Regions from separate parts of the Mus musculus genome. Here region 2 is linked to region 1. Evidence: chromatin contacts called from public HiChIP or PLAC-seq data. All regions are on one chromosome and are shown on one strand. Each heading gives the region's core, a stretch centred on a gene start, on an enhancer-like site or on the middle of the called end of the contact. The rest is flanking DNA. Distances are from core to core; before and after follow the strand shown.

Region 1 (6,075 bases), core at 1,005-3,504:
CGTACCGCAGACCCGCCTGCCTGCCTGACCCTCATAAGACTACTCTTGCCAAGGAGGAGGTAGGGAGCACACTATGGCTTTTTTTCTGAGAGTCCTTTTGAAGAGGGAGATGTCTCAAGTGCTCCCCTTAATAGACTGATGTGGGAAGCGGTTATATTTGGCCGCCTTTAAAAGCCACTTGGAAAACATTTTCGCCCTCTTATCTGTCACCTTTCACATCTCTCAACAGAGTAACACTAAAACCTAATTTTAGCCCTGCTGACATCATTTTCTCATTATCTGCCTGGAGCAAGGAAAGGGTTTCCCAGAGGAAATCTCCTGGCCCTGAGAGCCTTACTCCTGCTAGGCAGCTCGAGCTGCTGTCTGAGGCTTCTTTATCCATGAAGTTCATCCAGAAACATGTCTGACATGGAGTCCCCTAAAATCAGATCTGTCAGCTATTAAACAAATGATGTCAGTGGGCGAAGGGCTGTGGAGAGATCTTGGTTAATACAGTGCTTACCGTGCAAGCATGAAGACCTGAGTTTGAGCTTCAGAACCTACATTAAGAAACAAAGCAATGCACCCCTGCCAAAAACAAGAACAGAAAATGGAAATCCAACAACAGAAAACCAGGCATGGTTGTGTGCACTGGTAATCCCAGTGTTGGGGGCTGGGAGGTTGCAGTACTTCAGGGAGCAGCCTAAGGATCTGCATGGCGTCGCATTGCAGAGCATAGTGAGATGAGGAACTCAGGCTTGGGTTGCAGAGGCACCCCACCTGGTTGGTGGAGTGCTTGCCAAAGCCCTGATCTGGGTCCCCAGAATCCTAAGCGGAGTAAAGTGGCACACTTCTGACTCCAGCACTAGGCAGTTAGACGCAGGAAGATCAAAAGTTCAAGGCCACCCTCAGTTGTACCTAGAGTTGGAGGGCACTGTGGGCTACGTGAGGACCATTTTTGAATCCATCTCCAAAGAAAGCAGGCTAATCTGGACCTAAAGGCCAGAGTTGGTGATGGGAGGGAGGTTCTAGGTTCTCTGAGTCTAAGGCTTCTGCAGAGTCAATGTTTTACCTAAGGTGTATGAATGGCATCATCAGTAACCTGAACTGGAAATGACTAGATGCTGGGGACCCCCCCTCCCCCACCCCCGACTTCAGTCTTGAATTGGTAAGGACTTACACAGAAAATTAGAGCTCAGGAGAAGTTGCATCTTCAGAGTTTTTGAAGCAGGGTTTTATTATGTAGCCATGGCCGATCTGAAACTCATCGTTATGGAGACCAGGCTTGCCCTGAACTGGTGACAATTCTGACTTAGACTCCCTGGTACTGGGATTATTGGTGTGGACGCCATCTTTGTAGGAAAGGTCATCTTTGTGGGAAAGATTGGATAAGGCTTAGAAGGGAGGGAAAGATGGGACTGGGGCGATGGCTTAGTAAAGTGCTTGGTGGATCTGAGTTTGATCCCCCAAACCCCACTTAAAGAGGCTTTTTAGATAGATGGATTCCTGAAGTTCCTTGGTCAGTCAGTCTATCTTACTTAGCAAGTAAGATCCTGACTGAATAAGATGGGGCCGATAAAATGGTTCAGCACTTGCTGTCTGTCAAGCCTGCAGGTTTGATCACCTCAGACTCACGTACTTCCATGGTAGGAGAAGAACCTGCTTTCTTGAGATTCACCCTCTGACCTCCACTTCGTACCATCCCATACACACCGCCCCCAAATAAACATCATTTCTAAAAATGAAAAAGGTGGATGGTGCCAGAGGATGGAATCTGAGATTGTTCTCTGGCTTCCACACCCATGCACACACGTGTATGTGACGCACGGACACACGTACTGCTGGAAGGATGTGGTGAGAAGAGGGTAGAGCTCTTCCTTAAGAGTCTTGGCTGTTAGTGAGTGGCCTTTTGAATAGGAGTAACACTGCAGTGTCCTGCCTGTTTGATGGTGTTAAAGGAAGCTGGTGTGTGTGTTGTGTGAGTGTGTGTGTTATCGGCTTATAAATATTTACAGAACCCCTCTGTATGTAAAAGTACTTAGGTGCCGACTTCCTTTTGTACTTGAGTTCTCAAGTGGGAGGGCTGTCCTCCTGCCTAAGACTTTTCCTGGGCCGGGCTCACTCCCATCTAGCCTAGGAAGGGGTGGGGGAGCGACGGGAGGATTAGATTGGCAGAGAAAGTCCTGCCTAAGAGCACCCCAGGGGCCATGGCTAGGCAGCTTCTGTTTCCAGGAGGTGACTCATGATACCGCTGAGAATTGAAATGAGGCCAGCAGGGGCTGTTCGGGATCAGGGAAAGAATGTCACCACCTCCATCCATCACGAGCCTGCAGCACACCTCAGGCGGCAGGCCAACCATCAGAGCCCAGCCTGATTCTTCCAGACTTAATCCAGGTCTGACGGCTGAATAATCCTACTTTGCTCTTGCTCAGTGGGCGCCGTAGTACTGACTTCAGTCTTTCCAGGCTGCATCTGCCCTGTGTTAGATCTTCAGTCTTCTCATATCTACCCTATTAGGGAAAAGTAGAGTGGTAGAGCATTCATCTAGCATGCTCAAGATCACAGGGTCACATGCCAGCACTAGAAAAATAAATGTATTAATTGATTAAAGGATATATAAAAACAGAAATTCTACTTTGAGGGCTTTTTATTTTGTTTTGTTTAAGAGTTGTTGCTGCTGCTGCTGTTGTTGTTGTTGTTGTTGTTGTTGTTGTTGTTGTTGAGACAAGATCTCTCTGTGTAGCCCTGACTAGCCTAAAACTTGATATGTAGACCAAGCTGACCTCAAACTCACAGAGTTCTATCTCCCTCTGGCTCCTGAGTGTTAGGATTAAAGGTATGCACCACCATACCCAGCCAAACAGCCAAATATTTATTTTTATTATTTTTTAAACTCTGTGTGTGTGTGTGTGTGTGTGTGTGTGTGTGTGTGAGAGAGAGAGAGAGAGAGAGAGAGAGAGAGAGAGAGAGAGAGAGAGAGATGTGGGTGCCCTTTGAAAGACAGAAGAGGGCATAAGTCCTCCTTTTTTCCCTTTTCCTATTTTCCATGTTTGGCATACATGTGTGTATATTCGTGTTTGATATAAGGGTCTCTGTGTGTATGTGTGTGCGTGTCCCTCATGTACATAGGTTCTGGGGCTGGAGTTACATTGTTTTTGAGCTGCCTGCTGCTCTGGATGCAGGGAAGACAACTTGGGTCCTCTGGAAGAATAGCAAGTGCCTTTACCCGTGAGTCATCTTTCCAGCCCCCTTGTTCCCCTCTATTCTGTTTTGTTTTATGATAGGGTCTCCTTATATAGCCCAGGCTATCCTTGAACTCCATTCTCCTGCTTCAATGTCACAGTTGCTGGAATTACAGGTGTATGCTCCTACACCAGGCTACTTTGAATTTTTGTCCTTTGGTGGTTGTTGTTATTTGGATTTGATTGTTTTGAAACAGGTTCTCACGTAGCCCAGGTTGGCCTCCAACTCACTCTGTAGCCAAGGGTTGACTCATGCAAGCTGTCCTCTGACCTCCACCGGCACACTGAGGTCTATTTTCCTGTCCCCACCTTCCAGGTGTTGGAATTACAGGCAGATGTCATCATACCTGACTGCTTTGACCTTCTCGATCATTCTCATGGAGATGACAAACTAAAACCACAACTGAATCTCAGGAGGGGATGGGCTATCTCTGTGCCCTGTGTATGATGGCTACATAAGAACAGCATCTTCAGCCGGGCGTGGTAGCGCACTCCTTTAATCCCAGCACTCGGGAGGCAGAGGCAGAGGCAGAGGCAGGTGGATTTCTGAGTTCGAGGCCAGCCTGGTCTACAGAGTGAGTTCTGGGACAGCCAGGGCTACACAGAGAAACCCTGTCTCAGAAAAACAACAACAAAAAAACCCCCAGCATCTTCTCTGGACTGCACACCTTACTTTCCTTTCTCTTGTGTGTGCAGTCTGCATGAGTGGATATGTATGGTTTCATGCATGGGGTCACATGTGTGTGTGTGGATGCTCACATACTTGGATATAGGCTATTGTGTGGAAGCCTGAGGGTACTGCTAGGAATTATTCTCAGTTGTTTTTCTGCTTTATACCTCAAGGCTGGTTCCCAGTTAAACCCAGAGCTCGCCATTGTGGCTGGTATTATTAGCCAGCTTGCTCTTTCTTTGCCTCCTGGGGCTGGACTTACAGGCCAGCTGCCACACCCATCTGTCATTATGTGGTATTAGGGGATGCAAACTCTACCCTCATCGTTGTCTGGCAATCACATACTCATTTAGCCATCTCCCCACCCTCTGACCCTCTATTTTGTTCTATTTTTCTTTATGGCTGAGAACCACGGGAAGGAAGAATATCATGGATAAGACAGTGAGAACCCTGGGAGACAAATTTTTATGCTAGGAGCCAGATCACTGCTGCCTGTGGATGTGGTACATAGCATTATAAACAAAGTTTTTGGGTTTTTTTTTAAGTGCTTTATTACGTGTGTACGTGTGTACGTGTGCGTGTGTGTGTGTGTGTGTGTGTGTGTGTTTGTCAGCACACATAAGATCAGAGGACAACTTCCATGAGTCAAATCTCTACCTCCACATGTCAGTCCCAGAGATCGAACTAAGGTTCTTGGCCTTGGGGGCAAGTGCCTTTACCCTCTGAGCCCCATCTCACCAGCCCATAAGCTAAGTCGTTCTTACAGTCAGCCACTCGGAGAATCTAAATTCCCCTGTATCATGGCCTCATCCCAGGATACCCAAAATACTCTCTTGTCCGTAGTCTCCCAGGAAGAGGCGACTCTGAGCAAGCGGTTGGTGGCTAGATGAGAGGATGGCCCTGAGCACTCGGTGACCTCTTGCATTATTCAGCAAAGGTCTTCATCCCAGCACAGCCCACCCCTCACAGCGCCTCCATCTGTGTCAGCTGCCACACAGACTTGAAAACCGCCTACGCTTAGGGTTTTGAGGGGAGGCATGTGAAAAAGTTAAGGTGGACTTCTTGAGCCTTCTTAGCACCCTGCCTGGTTCCCTTATCTTATTCAAATATTCTAATTGATACTCTAGCTTCTCTCCCGATGCATGCATCACCCGAGCGCCTCACTGACAGAGCAGACCTTTACCTGAGGGCCTCATTATCCTCCGTGCCTGTGCATTGGGCCAAAAATACCTCCCTGATACCTGCTCAACATCCCGGGCTTCCGAATGACAAACAAATAATTGGGTGAAACAAACCCTGGGTTGCTGAGCAGCTGCCACTGGTGTCGCAGCATGGAAGAGTCCGTGGCAATAACAGTCACAGCGCTGCCTGGCTCGTGTCACTGCAGATCTTTGAACAGTAGCTTGCACTGACACCAGAGAATGACAGCTTCAGAAATGGCTTGCTAGTTACCTCAGCGAGGGAGCCCCTCTCATGTAGGGTATGACAAGTGGCTGTCATTTCCACACAGGTGAACAATTGACATTCCAAGATGAGGAAGGAGGGAGGCTGTGGGCGGCTGTGTCTGACGGCAGGTGAGGTGGGATGGTGGAGAGGGATCTCAAATGGTAGACATCATTGTATCTGTGGCAGAAGCATCCGCACATGTGCGCACATGCACATACGAATGCATGCATGTGCTCGTGTGCACGCGCGCGCACACACATTCTCTTTCTCCATTTGTATCCCCATTCTCACAGCTGTGAACAATTACCCAGCAAAAGCCACTTAAAGGAGGAAGGGTTACTTTGGCTTACAGTTCGAGGGGACTCTCCATCTTGGTGGGAAGTCCTGGAGGTAGCAGTGTATGGTAGCTGGTCACATGGCATCTGCAGTCAGGAAGCAGAGAGATGGATGTTGGTGCTCAGCTCTCTGCCTCCTTTGTATGCAGTCCGTGTGGCCCCATGGGATGAAGCTGCCAGAATCCAGGTTGAATATTCTCACCTCAGTTAAACCAGTCTAGAAACTCCCTCACAGATGTGCTCAGAGGTATGTCTCGCAAGTGATTCTAGGTCGGCAATCTCTATTAACCATTGTGCCATCCCTGTGTTGTCTTAGCTAATAATTTAGGCTAAGGAAGGACAACTGAAATCCTGCCAGCTTGCTTATAGAATGTAGTTTGCCATTCAAGCCTGTGTCTCTTTC
Region 2 (6,075 bases), core at 1,330-3,829, 2.6 Mb before region 1:
TCTACCACCAAACCACACCCCCTAGAGGATTCTAGGTGGAAGCCACACCCCCAGTTTGCATCTGTTCCTGTCTTTCTTTGCCTTGTCCTCACTGAGTTCAAGGTGCTCACCTTCTCCTTCCCTTTCCTGATGGGACTGGAGACCCAATGACTTTCCCATGCCTTTTGCTTTGCACAACAGTCCAGTCACCCCCCCTAAGGATGCCCAACTTTCTGTCAACGCAGGAAGGTAAGAAACACACTGGAAGTCAACCCTTGCGGTTAAGCAATCTGTGGTCCTGTGGCCATCTCCCCACAACCCAGACACTATTAACTGCAAATGACATTCCCTGGAGGGCCCAGCTCGGGTGTTGCCTGAGGCTGTTGACTGGTTGCCTAGTAACTGAAGTGCGTTGTTCTTTAGGTCAATGCCACTCAAACTCCGTTTGGCTGATGACCAGCTTTTCCGCTGTCAGTCTGTTGTGGCCTCTGTGTCTGTCCCATCATCGGATGACCTTCATTACTAGACATTTCCTCTCCCAGACTTGACCCCATTCCCTACCCATCCAGCCCTCTAAACACCCACCCTACCCCTAGACAGGCTTTCTCTGTGTAGCCCTGGCTGTTCTGGAACTTGCTCTATAGACTAGGCTGGCCTTGAACTCAGAGTGATTCCACATGCCTTTGCCTACTGAGTGCTGGGATTAAGCTGTGTTCTACCATGCTCGGTTTAACACAGTTTCTATGCTCCAGGTATCTACTGAGGGTCCCTCTCAAACCCCTACAGCCATGTGCCTTGTTTTAAAGAATCACTTCCCTCACAAACTATCACTTCACCCCTGGCCTCTTCCCCTCCCAGGGCTCAAGTTTTCTCCAAATAATATTTAGAGACATTGATTTGGTGTGTAGTGTTTTGTCTGCACGTGTATGTGTAGCCCGTATATGCCCGCTGCCCAAGGATGTCAGAAGAGGGCATCGGATCTCCTGGTGCTAGAGGTATGGATGGCTCTAACTGCTGTGTAGGTGCTGAGACCTGTCAAAGAACAGCAAATGCTATGAGCTATTGCTCCATTAAAAAAAGAAAAAGATTTATTTTATTTGTAATTATGAGTTTGTTTGTGTGTGTGTCTATGCTTGTTGAATGCAGGTGACCACAAAGACCAGAAGAGGGTACGGGATTCCCTAATGCTGGGGCTACAGGCAGTTGTGAGCTGCCCAACGTGGGTGCTGGGGCAAAGGAGGGTCCGCTTAGCCTCTGAACCACTTCTCCAGGCTCAGAATTCCTCCATTCTAAAAAAAGGATGCCCTTCATCCACATCTCTTCCTCAGGACACATGCCTAAAGCCACTGCCAGCTGGATGATGGCTTTTCTCCACACAGTTAAATTCACCAGTGACTGCCACACTCCACAGCTGATGGCTGTAACAGCTTACCATCCTGCCTCTGATCTGTGATTGGTCCCCTAGCTAGCTGCCCAGAGGAACTTTCTGGGAACTGTGAGTCTCATGCCTTCTCAGGTACGGTAATTGTCCCCTGTCTCCTGAAGGGGCTTCTCTCCAGTGCATGGCAGTTCTGGAGCTGCCTCCTGGGGCCTTGCTAGCCTTGGGCCATCCATTCTCGCTCTTCCATGCCTGGGTTCCTCCAGGCCCAGCTGTGCTCTTTATACCTGCCCGATTGCCTGCTGCCAACTGAAAGCATTGATCTCCTCTCCTACCCTCTCTCCTGCTTCATCTTCTTCCTCCCTCTGTATCCCCTCCTCCCCCTTATTTTTTTCCTTTCTTCTTATGTAGCCCAGGCTATTATGCAACTTGAGATCCTCCTGCCCCAGCCTCTAGGCCAGGCTCTTACACAAATGTCTCATATCCAGTTTCTCGCTGTTGCCTGCTTCGCAATGGACTTGGAAGATCACTGAGCTGGCAGCAGGCCACACTAAAGACAGCTCACCCCAGAGGATTGACATGCAGTCACCTATCAGTTGGTCTTCCAAATTCTACAGCTGTTCCCTCTGGGCTTGGCTGGAGCCAACTACCCGGGCAAAGCCAGGGCCCCTGGCTGCCCGGATCAGGGGCCCAGGCACTGAGTCACCTCTGAGAACACTCCTATCTTCAATCAGTGTGGCCGCCCGGCTGGCTGGCCTAACTGCCTCTGGAAATCCGATCTGTTTACTCTCAGCTTCTTCATCCAGCAGAATGAGGCCCCTCATTCGGGCCTCTCCCCAGGGCACCCTGGGCCACAAGTCCCCAAGCCTTGGCTAGGCCAGGCCCTGTTTCAGAAACACACCTGCAGCCAGAAGGCAGGCAGGGAGGGTGACCTGGAGACCATATCAGCTGGAAAGCCATCTCAGGGATGGATGGACCCAATAAATGTAGCAGAAGGAAGAGACATATAAGCGCTCATTTAATTAGTGGACCAGTTTATCACAAGGTCCCTGTTGAAACCACAGGAGGCCAAGGCTTAGTGGTCCAGAGTGCTCAATCTGCGAGCGTAAGGATCTGAGATTGAACACCATGTAAAAACCCAGCCATGGTTATGCATGCCTGTAACCCTGCACTGAGGGATAGCGGCTGGCGGATCCCAGGAGCTTGCTGATTGGTGAAAGATCCTATCTCAGGGCAATAAGATGGCGACTGATGGAGGGAGGTACTCAATGTCCTGAGACGCTTTCCGCCTGAGCGTGAGGGATTCACGTGCATGCACCACACACCCAGACACACATCGCGGAAGGTTGAATCTCAGCACTCAGGAGGCAATGTGCAGCAGGAGAGTATCCAACTGAAGGCCAATCGGTACTGCATAACAAGACCTGGTGTCAGAAAAGGGGAGGGGCTTCCTGGCATCATTCGGATGGAGGGGCAGGGCTACAAAGAATTCTGGGTAATCTCCATTTGCACGCACCTAGGGATGGGAGGCTCACTCCTTTCTGAGTCAACACACCCTCTCCTGGCTTTTAGAATCCTATGCAGTCTTTTCTTTTTCTTTCTTTTTAAATACTGCTACAAGCTTTTTAAAGCACTAGTTCTCCACCTGACAACACTTGGTGAGGTCTACACTGGCCTGGGGGAAGGCTGGGAATAAAGGGCTTGCCTTGTAAATCCAAGGACCCTAGTTCGACTCCCAGAGCCCGTGTGAAAAGGCGTGGTGCAGTCATTTTGAATGTAATCCCAGGAGTGGGTTAGCAGAGACAGGGAAGCCTGGGGCTTGCTGGCTGGCCAGCCGGCCTCAGCTATTTGGTAAACTTCAAAATAGTGAGAGATTCCCATCTCAAAGAGCAAGGTGACTGTGCCTAGGGAGCAACAACCACAGTTAACCTCAGGCTTCCACATGTGTGTGCACATGCTCACATACACACACACACCATGGGGCTAGGGGTGAATCTCAGTTGGTAGAGTGCTCACCTCGCAAGCACAAGGCCCTGGGGTCTATCTCTAGTACCCAGTGTGATCGTGCATGCTTGTAATCCCACGGCTTGAGAGACTGAGGCAGGAGGACTGCTGTGAGGTCAAAGCAAAACCTAGGCTCAAATCAAATCCATATCAAAAAGCCCAAATCAAAACAACAACGTGGAGGCAAGCTGGGGTGTGGGGATGGTGTCCCTTCCTGAAGCCTGGGTCCTTCTGGTCATCGGAGGCCCCTAGAAAGTTGTCCAGTGAGGAACTTTAGGTTGGTGCGACGACGCGGTCATGCCCAGTGTCGCCCAGGTACCCGGGAGAGAGTGCCTAGATTCAGGCATCTGAGGCTGGTACATGTCTACGATCTCCATGTGCTCAGATCCACTGAGCCACCCTGTGTGACAGTGACATTTCACCAGGAAAAGTGAGATGCTCCCTAGGAGGAAGCTGTGGACCTCAGTTCTTTTTCTATGAAGATCTTTAAAATGTGTGTGTATATTTGTGTCTGTTGTCTGTGCACATGAGTGCAGGTGCACATGGAAGCCTGAAGAGGGTGTCGGATCCCCCAGAGCCGGAGTTACAGGAACCGTGAGTCATCTGACACGGGTGTTGGGAACCAAACTGGGGTTCTCTGTAGGAGCAGCAAGTGCTTTTATCAACAGAACCATGTCTCTAGTTCCCTGCGGTTCTTGGTTCTGTCTCTCGGGCCTTCGCTGGGTGGCTGTGGTCCTCAGAGAGGAGTCACACAGCTCATCTTCCAGCACTGACATTCGGAGCCCAGTAGCAGAGAATGTTGAGCGGAGAGGTGGCCAGCAGGACAAATAAGATGCCACACTGTTGCTTAGTACCAGGCCCAAGATGGTGCTCTATGCTGTGGGCAACAAGTATTTTCTCTTTTCTTTTCTCATCTCTTCTTTTTCTCTTCTCCACTTCCTTCCTAGCATGGGTCGCCATACCTAGCTTCTGTAATTATTTTTCTTCTGTTATTTTAAGTGGGATAAAATAAAAAAAACAGGCAATAGGGGACATGGGGTTGGGGGTGCTGGTGTGGAGATCGGGAAGCAGGGGTGGATTAGCAGGGGCGCGTATGACTAGGACACACTGTATATATGTATGAAGTCCTCAAAGAATACACAGAAATGCTAAAAGTCTTTATTAACTCCCCCAATTCTGCTCCATAAAAAAAAAATGATTTCTGAATGTATCCATGGATCAATGCACTGGTGATATCAAGAGCTCCATGATGTAATCACTACCCTAAAACCCTGGCAGCTGGCAATCAACCTTTAACACCCCCCCCCCCCCCACAAACACACACACACACACCACACACATACACAGACAGATACACCCACACCCACACAGGCTGGCTGGAGATGTAGAACAGCTGGGAGAGTGCTTTTTTAGCGTGATAAAGCCTTGAGTTATATCTCTAGTACGCCATAAACTAAGTGTGGTGGTGCACCCCTGTGACCCAGCCCTTGGAAAGTAGAGGCAGGAAGATCAGACGTTCAAGGTCATCCACAAGTTGAGACTAACCTGGGCTACCTTAAAAAAAAAACTATAGCTAGAGTCAACAGGTACAGACTTAAATTTCCACCCATCCATCCACCTGTCCATCTACGCATCTACGCACCCCCCACCTCCATCTATCCACCCACTTGTACATCCATCTGTCCATATTATCTATCCACTTGCTTACCTATCTACCACTCATCCATTAATTAATAACCAGTCTATTAGCCACCCATCCATCTAGATGGGTTTTGTTAGACAATTATGACACATTCCTGCATTATCACTAGGTTATTAGTGACTCTGGCACTCAGAAGTCCCACCACAGGCTACACGCAGGGTGGCGCCCTGGAAGCTGGTCCATGGGTCAGTCTAGTGTGAAGACCTCAGATCCTGAGGGCTCACTGCTTCAGATGTTGGGATTCTAAGGGCTGGACACCATGGAGTCCTGATGTCCAAGGGCAGGAGAAAAGCATCCTAGCTCCAAAATCAAAATTCCTTCCTCTCCCTTTTTAAATCAAACTTCGCTTCCTCTCCTTGTTTTCTGGGTTAAGCTTTTGCCTTACAAAGACACGACGTCTCCCCACCCCACCCCACCCCTCACTGAGGATTACAGGCAAAATTTTAATACCCAGTCATATTCCACCCTCTCACTAGGGGATTCTAGGCAAGTTTTCTACACTGAGCCACACCTCAACCCCCTTACTGGGGGATTCTAGTTAGGGGCTATATACTGAGTCAGCATTTTTTTTTTTTTTTTTTTTTTTTTTTTGTGGACACAGAGTCTTACTAAGTTACCCAGGCTAGCCTTGAGTCTACAATCCTCCCCCTCAGCCTCACGGGTAGTTGGGATATCAGGCCTTTTAAAACAGCTTCTAAATTGTGGTAAAGCACGTAGGATATACTCCTTGCCATCCTAACTTTGCACGGTCCTGTCTGTGGCAGAAGGCACAGCCACTGTTGTGTAACCAGGAAGGGCACCTGTCTCCAGAACTCCTTCATCTTGCAGAACTGAAACCCAACACTTAAGCAATAAGTCTGTGCCCCTCCTCCAGCCCCTGGCAAGCATACACTGCCTCATACATTGTCCCTATTATTATTTTTAGTAAATATTTCTTTTGTAAAGATTTAACGGACACACACGTTTGTGAGTGTAGGTATCCATGGAGACCAGAAGAGGGCATCAGATCCTC

What was found. HiChIP or PLAC-seq counts read pairs in DNA pulled down with a chosen protein or histone mark.
Region 2: a contact with region 1 is called in an H3K27ac HiChIP or PLAC-seq map of embryonic stem cells, with 8 times the contacts expected there. The contact joins two enhancer-like sites. A contact is called at or near these places in 3 of 115 datasets of contacts at active chromatin or transcription factors (embryonic forebrain and embryonic stem cells) and 1 of 9 other capture datasets (embryonic stem cells).

What each region holds. Positions count from the first base shown.
Region 1 is chr5:131,512,035-131,518,109 of GRCm38.p6, reverse strand. All of the region lies in intron 6 of Auts2 (autism susceptibility candidate 2), which reads left to right. Among named protein-coding and RNA genes, the nearest start is that of Gm29681, 100 kb to the right of the region's middle. Within about 2 kb of position 2,254, at least 55 of the 459 cell types and tissues checked have an H3K27ac peak or open chromatin away from gene starts, as enhancers often do. A contact at or near this core is called in embryonic stem cells, where this site is marked.
Region 2 is chr5:134,115,640-134,121,714 of GRCm38.p6, reverse strand. The region is part of intron 1 of Castor2 (cytosolic arginine sensor for mTORC1 subunit 2); the gene reads right to left. Among named protein-coding and RNA genes, the nearest start is that of Castor2, 19 kb to the right of the region's middle. Within about 2 kb of position 2,579, at least 32 of the 459 cell types and tissues checked have an H3K27ac peak or open chromatin away from gene starts, as enhancers often do. A contact at or near this core is called in embryonic stem cells, where this site is marked.